Regions from separate parts of the Mus musculus genome. Here region 1 is linked to region 2. Evidence: chromatin contacts called from public promoter capture Hi-C data. All regions are on one chromosome and are shown on one strand. Each heading gives the region's core, a stretch centred on a gene start, on an enhancer-like site or on the middle of the called end of the contact. The rest is flanking DNA. Distances are from core to core; before and after follow the strand shown. Region 1 holds the start of Pgs1 (phosphatidylglycerophosphate synthase 1). Region 2 holds the start of Rab37 (RAB37, member RAS oncogene family).

Region 1 (4,661 bases), core at 1,812-4,311, 2.8 Mb before region 2:
ACAGTCAGTGGCCACAACTGACATAAATAATGCCAAACACCAAGGCCCCGGAGAACCAGAAAAAGCTGCCAGCCAAACAAGGCAGAGGTGGGGGACAAGACCCGCAGGGTCACCCATTGGTGGAAACACCAACCCCAGCCCCTACCCTGAGAACTGTAAAACAAAGAGCTTCTGAACACACAGCAAAGAACTCGAGTCCTAGACTGACTGTCACAAGTCTGTCACTCAACCCCCAGCCCCACTCAACTGTAGACTTAATCCTTCGGTTTAGAAATACGGAGCCATGAGTACTGCAAAGATTTTGGGGAAGCTGAGCTGCGTGTGGTAGCACATGCTGGCAGTTTCAGAGCTCAGGGGATGGCAGGAAGATCAGGAGTTCAAGGCCACCCCAAGAGAATGAAATCCTGTCTCAAAGAAACATGAGTCACGTAAGAAGTCTACAGAGACTACCCTCACTGCCACACCACACCTGCCATCCCCCATCCAGGAGCTAAGGCCACCCTTAACAACATAGCGGGCCTGAGTCAGGCTGGGCTACATTCAACCCTGCCTCAGAAAAATTAAAAAAAAAAAAAGAAAGAAAAATTAAAGATACAACTTGATCTACGTAGAAGTTCTAGGACAGCCAGGGACACAGACTGAGATCCTGTCTCAAAGGAACATTCATGGGCTGGAGAGGGCTCGGGGGTTACGAGTGTCCACTGCTCCTGCAGAAGACTTAAGTCTGATTCCTACAAGTGCATTTAACTTTAGCACCAGGGACTCCAATGTCCTCGTCTGACCCCCAAGGGTTCCTGCATCATACGCACCTACACATGGAAGCACACATAACTGCAAATAAAAATAAAATCTTGGGCTGAGTGTGGTGGCCACACCTTTAATCCCAGCACTCCATGGCATAAACCAGTAGGTCTCTATGAGTTTGAGGCCGGCCTGGTCTACATAAAGAGTCAAGCCAGCCAGCTATAAAGTAAGAACCTGTCTCAATCAAACTAACAAAATCTTTTTTTTTTAATTTTTTAAAGGGAACAATGAAATACTTCAACAAGTAAAGTTGCCTGCAACCAAGCCCAAAGACTTGTGTTCAATAATTAGGATGCACATATGGGCACACAACAAAGCTTTTCATTTAAAAAAAAAAAAAAGATAAAGCAGGAGTTGAAAAGCAAGGTGCACTCCTGTCATCCCTGTGCTCGGGAGACTAAGGAAGGAGGACCCAGTGCGCCAGGCTAACCTGGGCTACAAAGCACACACACTAGGGCAGAGGGTGGGGGGAGGGTAGCCCAGTTGGTAAAGTTATCTAACTGCCTAGCATACACAAGGCCCTGGAAATGTCCCCTATCTAGCCCATGAAATTGGGCACAGTGACACATGCTGGTAAGACTAGCACTTGTAGACAAATGGGCCATTAATTCATAACCATCAGCTACAAAGGATATTCGAAAGTAACCTGAGGTGAGGCCCTGTCAGGCCTAGGGGCACAGCTCCATGTAGAGTGCTTGCCTATCCAGAATTTGATACCCAGTGGTATAGGGGATATAGTTCATGTAGGTTGCCTGAGCCCCCTTCAGAGATCAGCACCAAAGCTGAACAATGAATACTGAGGTTTACAAACCAAAAGGAAATCAACAAAGCTTCCTAAACTGCTCCTCTTTCAGGCAGAACTTTTGAAACCTAACATTTTTCAGTGGTCTGGTGCCCTGATGTAATAAGCGTCACCTGATTCTACCGTCCAATCGAATGGCTGGGGGAAAGAGCCATTCTGATCAGCAGGCAACCTGAGATAAGACTGCCTGTCTGCCTTGATTCTGTCATTCAGTAGGTCCTCTAAGTCTAATTTGTGCTTGGGTTGGCAAGCTCCCTGTTACTCTGTAAATCAATGACCCACATCTAGAACCAACGCAGGTGACTGCACCTCAAGCCATCTAGAGACAAGATCTTACCCACAGATCTTACTCACAGAACCAGAATGGGCCATTACAGCTCACACCTGGGAGTCAGCATTGGACATGAGGCAGGAGAATCAGGAGTATTAGGCTAACCTGAGTTACTCAATTTAAGGCCAGTATAGATACATGAAACTGTGTCTCTAAAAGAACTGGGGGTCCAGCGAGTTTGCTGCCAAGCCTGATGATCCGATTTCAATCACTTCAACTCACGTGGTAAAAGAGAACCGACTTCCCCTACCACCACCTGAGCACACAGTCATTATTTTAATTGTTTTATTTATTTTAAAGAGAGAGAGGAGGAGCTGAGATGTGGCTCAGTGGTAAAGCACCTGCCTTGTGTGCATGGAGTTCTGGGTTTGGGCCCCAGCATTTGAAGAAAAAGAAAACGAAGTCTCTAAACATATCCACACGAGAGAATATCACACACAAACACACAATCTCAATATCTATCTCGCGCGCTCCTGAAAATTAGCAATAGCATCAGGCCTCTTGGTTGAGCCTGTTCTTGGCAAATGTTTCCTTTAAAGGACCACTGCCTGAACAAACTGCTTCAAAGCTTCCCTCACCGCTTACACAACCCACTTCAGTACTTTTCCAGAAACAAGCCTTTCGAACGCGCGCAGAAAGAGTTTCGAGTGTTTCCTCTTCACGGGCCTGAGTACCGATTGAGTCAGGATTGAGAAATGTCTCCGGCAGGATGTGAGGAAGCCAGCCTGCACCGGGTCCCCGCAGGGCTGATTCACTCCGGCCAACTCACCGCTCTAACCCCGACTGCCACACTCACGCCCCGAGCCCGGAGCACAGCAGCCTTGGCCCCAGGGCCGGGCCGCAGCCCCGAGCTCGCCCCGGGTGGCTCCTGCACGGTGCACGCCCACGGGGCTCCTGGCTGAGCCGCCGGCACGCGGGGAGACAGCGAGTCCCCCACCCCCCGCCCGGCCCTCTCGAGCGCTCTCACCTCCGGCGCCGGCGCTCCCGGCTCCTGCCCAGACGGTCGGAGAGGCGGCCCAGGAGCGCGGCCAGCCCGGGCCTGCCAGGCAGCAGGCCCAGCAGCCGCCTCCAGAACACCGGGCCCGCTGCCGGCGCCGCCATGGAGACCCGCCGCTTCCGCTTCCGGCGCGCGAGAACTTTATTGACAGTGCGAGCGCGAACAGGGAGCCAGCGCGCAGGCGCGGTAGCGGCAGTGACAGCTGCATAGGCTGTATTCCCTTGTCTTTGCCTCTCTGTATCCTTTCTGGGGCACCGCGTCGCGCCAGACAGGGAGCTCAAGGGCGGGAGGCATGGACTACAGTCCTAAGTTCACCTGATGGTCCAGGAGGGAGAATGCTGGTGACAGCTCAGCACCCCGAATCCTGTCAGATTAGCAGCTGCTGCCCTGCACTTTATGCTCATCTGCCTTGCTGTAAGAGGAGGGATGCTCAGCGACCAGACTACCTGTCAGACTTCCAGCTGCTACCCTGCGCTCACATAAAGGTCCAGGAGGATTAATAACAGCTCAGCGCCCGGAGTCCTGTCAGACTGATAGCTGCTGCCCTGCGACCTATGATCATCTGCCTTGTTCCAAGAAGAAGGAAGGATGCTCAGCGCAGACTTTCAGCTGCTACCCTGCGCTCACATATGAGAGTCCAGGAGGGAGAATAGCTAGTAACTGCTCAGCGCCTCAATCCTGTCCGTTTGACAGCTGCTGCCATGCACTCACATGAGGGAGCAAGGAGGAGGATGTCAGTGGCATCTTAGCACCTGTCACACTGACAGCTGCCGCCATGCGCATTAAACTCACCTGCATTGCTCCAGGAGAGAGGAAGCTAGTGATCATTCAGAGTCCTGACACCTGTCAGATTGATAACTTCCTGAGCCCTACGCCCTCAACTCACCTGCCTGGCTCCAAGAGGAAGGATTCTTGCAATAGCTCAGTGCCCAACACCTGTCAGATAGCCAGCCCCTGCTTTGTGCCCGCACTCGTGTGCATCATCACTCAGTTCAGCACCCTGAGGCCTGACCCTCCTCTGCCCCTGTCTGACTTTCATGCCCTTAATTCCTTCCCTGGCTCACATGCTCTGGGACTTAGAAGCTAGAAACATTGTAAAACAGTCATAATTCTCTTTACCCCAGAGATGATGGAGTTAAAGCTGTAACACTTGAACTAACATTCTGAATTTCACCTCCACCAAACTATTTCAGGAAAGTGAATGACACATTTCAAAAGAATATTTATCTCAGTCTTTCTCCCATTATTGAAAAGTGTGGAAACAGCCGGTGGTGGTGGTGGTGGTGGTGGTGCACGCCTTTAATCCCAGCACTGTGGAGACAGAGGTAAATGGATCTCTGTGAGTTCAAGACCAGTATGGTCTACAGAATGAGTTCCAAGATAACCAAGGCTACACAATGAAACCCTATCTTGAAAAACAAACAAAAAATCTCAGTGAAGGAGTTGGCTAGATACACTGTGGTGTATCAATACAATGGATGGCCATAGCTCCATGAGAATATGATACCCTAGAATAATATTTCATGGCATCACTTATAAAATTTACCAGGGGCAGGCAAAATGGCTCAGTAGATAAAGGTGCTTGCTGCCAAAGCTGACAACCAGAGTTTCAACTTCAAAACATATATAGTAGGAAAGAGACTCAATTTGTCCCCTGACCTCCACATGTGCGCCATAGCATCTGTGTGCCTGCTGCTCCCACAAAATAAATGAGCATTCAGAAATTT
Region 2 (4,470 bases), core at 1,513-4,012:
CAAGAAGCATCACCTAGGAGATGGGGGCAGAGGCAGTTAATAGCAACTGGAGGGGGGAGAAGGGGTCTTCTGAGATTTCAGATGCCCCAGAGAGGGTCAGAGAAGGAGAGATGGGTGGAGAAGGATGTCAGCAGGACAGAGGGACACTTGCCTCCAGTGAGCCTGTCCCTGTCATCACCATGCCTCTCTCCCCCAGTCTCCTTGCCTCAGCCTCTGAGGTTCTCCCTCTGAGCTTCTTGTACTAGTCAATGTCCTTGAAGCTGAGCTGAGACCTCCAAAGTACTTGGAGATCCCCAGAGAACTTCACATTCCGTTGGTCTATACCTTGGATATATATTTGCCCATTGCTGGCCAGTGCAGAGACTACTGATGCTGAGTGTATGCTCAGGTGGGTGGGTCTCCCACACAGGGAAAAGGACCTCTCCTCCCGTAGCCTACCAAGACTTGACAGGTGGGTGGGAACATGGTGGTTCGGGTCCTTCATCCCAGCATTTGAGAGGCAGAGGCAGGCAGATCTCTGAGTTCAAGGACTAGCTAAGGCTAAATAACCAGCCCCCCCCCCCCATCTTTAAAAGAAGAAAGAGAAGACTTGATGGGCAGGACACTCTCTTTAAATTACTATTGTTTGAGTTTCCTTTTGGGTCAGACAATTATTTGGAAGTGTCTAATGAGGGCTTACGCTCATAATAGGCTTGCAGGAATTAGGGAAGACTGGAATTTATTCTGAGATGGGGAGCCAGCTTGTCTGAAGTTTTTAGCAGAAACCTCCCAAGAGGGACAAATGGCTGTGAACTGGCATCTTTGGGTCACTGTGGAGAACATGCAGGTATGGTAGAGGGAGTTCTCTGCTCAGTCATCTTGGAGAACGGAGGTGTAGACTCAACACTGGAATGTTCCCAGCCGTCTGGTTAGACTGCTAATAAGGTTGGAATTGCTCAGGGCTCTCTGAACTTGATAGCGGAGCCACAAAGCTAAAAAGCTTTTCTTCCTTAGCTATGGGGTCTTGGGCCTGATTAGTTGATTGTGGGGCAGAGATGTCAGAGTGGGTCGGAAAGGAAGGGATGCAAGGCTGAGTTCCCGAATTATAAAAACCCTACTGTGTGCTTTGGGGAAATTTTCATCGGCTTGCCCACCATAGTAGGAGGAAAGTGGGGGTGGGGTGGGGGAGTGGGGCTCGTTCCTTTGCAGCCTTTCTGGAGCTTGTCAATGACTAACGACAAGATTGATGGGGACCACTTAAGAAGAGTGCCCAAGACCCCAGACCTAAGGTGCTCCAAGGATCTTTTCTCATCATGCTCTTTTCCCACAGCTACAGACTCAGGACTGGGCCAAGCCTGGCAGGCTGGGGGTCAGCTATTTTGCAGGTGCTCCCAGCAGGCACTCTGATGGCTCTGGGGCCCCAGCCATACAGGGGGAGGGAGGGAGGGAGGCAGGCGAATACCGGTATTTGTGTACTTTACAGATCACAGCTGCCTTGAGCAAATGATGCAGCCGGTCACCCAGCCCATCAAGTCCACCAAACACAAACAGCTGCTCAGCCTTGCCACCTCCTAGGTAAACAGCTCAGTTGTCCTGCAGGGCTAGGAGGTCAGGAGATCCCCATCAGCCTGGGGGTGGGGGCTGGCCATCAGCAACTCCCCTCCCCTGAGGACTTAGAGCCCCATTTCCTGCCACAAGCCCACACAGGACGCCTATCTCAACGTCTCTGGGTGGGTAGGCTGGCTGACTGGCTTCCCCTGAAACCCTAGGGGGTGGAGATGTGAAGCTCCTAGTGAGAGTGAGATCTGGTGTTTGAGAGGAACCAAGACCCTGAAAGAGGCAGGTACCCTTCAAGACCAGGCATCACTTCTACCTGGCATAGCTCTTACTTCTCTCTCCTAAACCCTGTAGAAAAATAGTGCAAGAGGCTGGCTGGCTCAGCATCTCTTTTTAGAGTTCCATGTACTTGCTTAAGCCAAGGACACCAATAAGAGAGGTGGTGACAGACATCCTTTTATTCAGGGCATTCCTGCAGAATGTATGCACCCCAGAGAGTTGCCTTTAAGGTCGTCGGGGGGCCGGGCGGGGGGAGGGGGAGAGTGGGCCATGGTCACTAATTGCCATGTTCTTTCTCAGCTTCTGAAAATTCCCAAGTGGACTTGTAGGCTGGCTACATGCAGCCTGGGGTGTTGGGAAGGAGCTGTGAGTCTATGTCTGGAGGCAGTGGGGAGGGGAAGGGTGGGATGTACCGCTGAGTGGGGACCCAAAGCACTGCACGCCTGTGACAGGTGTCACTTTTTGAGGCTTAGCTCAAAAAGGGCATTAACCTTGAGATGCCTCTGAAGGCGGGGATGCCCTGTCTGTGTCTTCAGAGAGTCCCTGTCTCCCAGTATTCCAAAGTGTGGCAGAAGGAACTGGGTTTTTGTTCCTAGGGTGGGGGAGTCTTAGTCTTTCAGATCTGCCTTACCCCATGCCCTCCGAGGTCAGCCTAGAACCCTAGAGACTGGGATGAGCCCAGGGGTTATGCCCCAGACCAGAGACCCAGCTGACACTTCCAGAAGAGGGGTGTAGACAGGGAAGGACAGGGTCCTAAGGCAAAGGACATCGGGAGGGATGTCCCTAAGTGCCGGCCTGGGGGGTCCCCAGCACTGAGCGCAGAGCCCACCCACCTTGCCGGTGAGATCGTAGTTCGGGCTGAAGGGCGGGGAGCGCTCAGGGGCCTCGCCATCCCCAGCGGTAGCAGCTCCTGGTGTGCCAGTCATGTCCCCGGACAGTCAGAGGTGAGCCCGGCTCGAAGCAAGCGAGGGAGAGCGAGGAACCGCCCTGCCCTAGGCTCCGCCCACTCCTCCCTCCCCATCCACCAACCGGCTCGGACCCTGATAGACTCCTCCCTCCGTCCCGCCATCCCCTCGACGACGCCAGCCAGGACGTCTGAGACTCGCAGAATGCACACCCTAGGGAGTGGCAGTCCCCCTGAGAGACATTAGCCTAGTTTAGTGCTCTTACAGCACGGAATGAGTCCTGCTACAGGACCAGCCCATTAAGGTCGCAGTGGTGAAGTTAGATTGCCATCGAGGCTGCGGACCCGGGAGACCCAGCTAGCTGCGGAAGGTGTGGGGCTTGGTTTCCTACTGCGGCAATGCAGTGGCCAGCAGGGCGCGCCCGAGCTCCAGCCAGTTGACAGTCCGGTACTTACCTGCAGGCAAGAAGCTGGGGACGTCCCTGAACAATGTTGGACAGGAAGTTGCATTCTGAGACTAGCACCCAAGCGGTTCTGATAGACCTCAGCTCATCTGAGCCTACTTTTTCACCGACACTCACCTTGGAGCGCACTGACCATCTGGGGAGCTCCTGGGTGGTGCTAACACTTGGAGCTCTTTGCCATGTTTCTCCCTCATTTGTTAGTCTAAGCCCCTGATGTCCTCCCACCACGGGAAGGTGAGCTCTTGAAGCCCATCTTTCCAAGGGGACAAGATAGGGCCAACATTATTCAGGGAAGGCCTAGGCCTAGCCACCGAGTGGGTGCCACAGGAATTCATGAAGTCGTGGGTCGTTTTGAGCTGTTTCTAGTACAGCCCAGGAACCCTGCAGCTCCGGATGACGGGGGATATGGAGAATCTGGGGTTGCACATACCAGGGTTCAGTAGCTTGTGGGCCAACTTTTCAACATCTCAACGCTGTATAGAAAGGAACAGGATGCGGGGACTGGATGCGGGGTGTAGGAAGGGGGTTGGGCCCCTCAACTTTTTAGGTGAGGGCAGTGAGGGCTGGCTTTGGGGTGACTATGACTTGGGAAATGGCTGTGTACATCAGCAGGAACTATTTCATGACAGCTGAGAGGAGATCCCGGAGCCTGGATGGAGGTGACTTTGTCGAGGTGGGAATTGGAGAGGGGTAGTGGCTTGCCCCTTGCTCACCGTCCACTGAAAACTAATGTTGTGGGGGTACATCGTGTCCCCCAAGAGATATGCTGAAGTCCTAGGCACTGGTACCCAAAATGTGTGTGGCCTTCCTTGGCAACAGGAACATTAGAGATGTAGGTTAGAACTGGGCCATACTGGAATAGGGGTTCCGTGATGGTTAATACTGATCATTAACTTGGCAGGCCCTAGAGTCATGCTGTGAGGGAATATCTTAATTAGGTTGACCGAGGTGGGAAGACCCACTCCAGAGGAGGGCAGCATGAAAAGGAAGAGATCACACCTCTTGTTCTCTGTTGCTTGTTTGAGGTTAGCTGCCTCAGGCTCCTGCTGCTGGGGCTTCCCCCGTCTCGATGGAATCTAACCAAACTTCCCTTCTTCACACGCTGTTTGTGTCCGGGTATTTTATCACAGCAACGGGAAAATTAACTGAGACAAGCCCCTAACCCAGTGTGACTGTGTGATGGGGAAAGGTTTAAAGCAAATGGCTAGAAGACAGCCTCGTGAAGCCAGAGGTAGAGACAGGAATATTTGATGACTCCAAGGAACAGGGACGATGCCCGGAGCTAAG

Evidence for each region. Promoter capture Hi-C pulls out the DNA fragments that hold promoters and counts their contacts.
Region 1: a contact with region 2 is called in a promoter capture Hi-C map of liver, with 5 times the contacts expected there. The contact joins the promoter of Pgs1 here to the promoter of Rab37 in region 2. A contact is called at or near these places in 3 of 39 promoter capture datasets (liver, neutrophils and pre-B cells).

The regions. Positions count from the first base shown.
Region 1 is chr11:117,985,257-117,989,917 of GRCm38.p6, reverse strand. Pgs1 (phosphatidylglycerophosphate synthase 1) reads right to left here and starts at 3,061. Exons shown (of 10, transcript NM_133757.2): 1 at 2,905-3,061. The coding sequence starts at 3,038.
Region 2 is chr11:115,152,470-115,156,939 of GRCm38.p6, reverse strand. Rab37 (RAB37, member RAS oncogene family) reads right to left here and starts at 2,762. Exons shown (of 9, transcript NM_021411.4): 1 at 2,649-2,762; 2 at 1-13. The coding sequence starts at 2,741.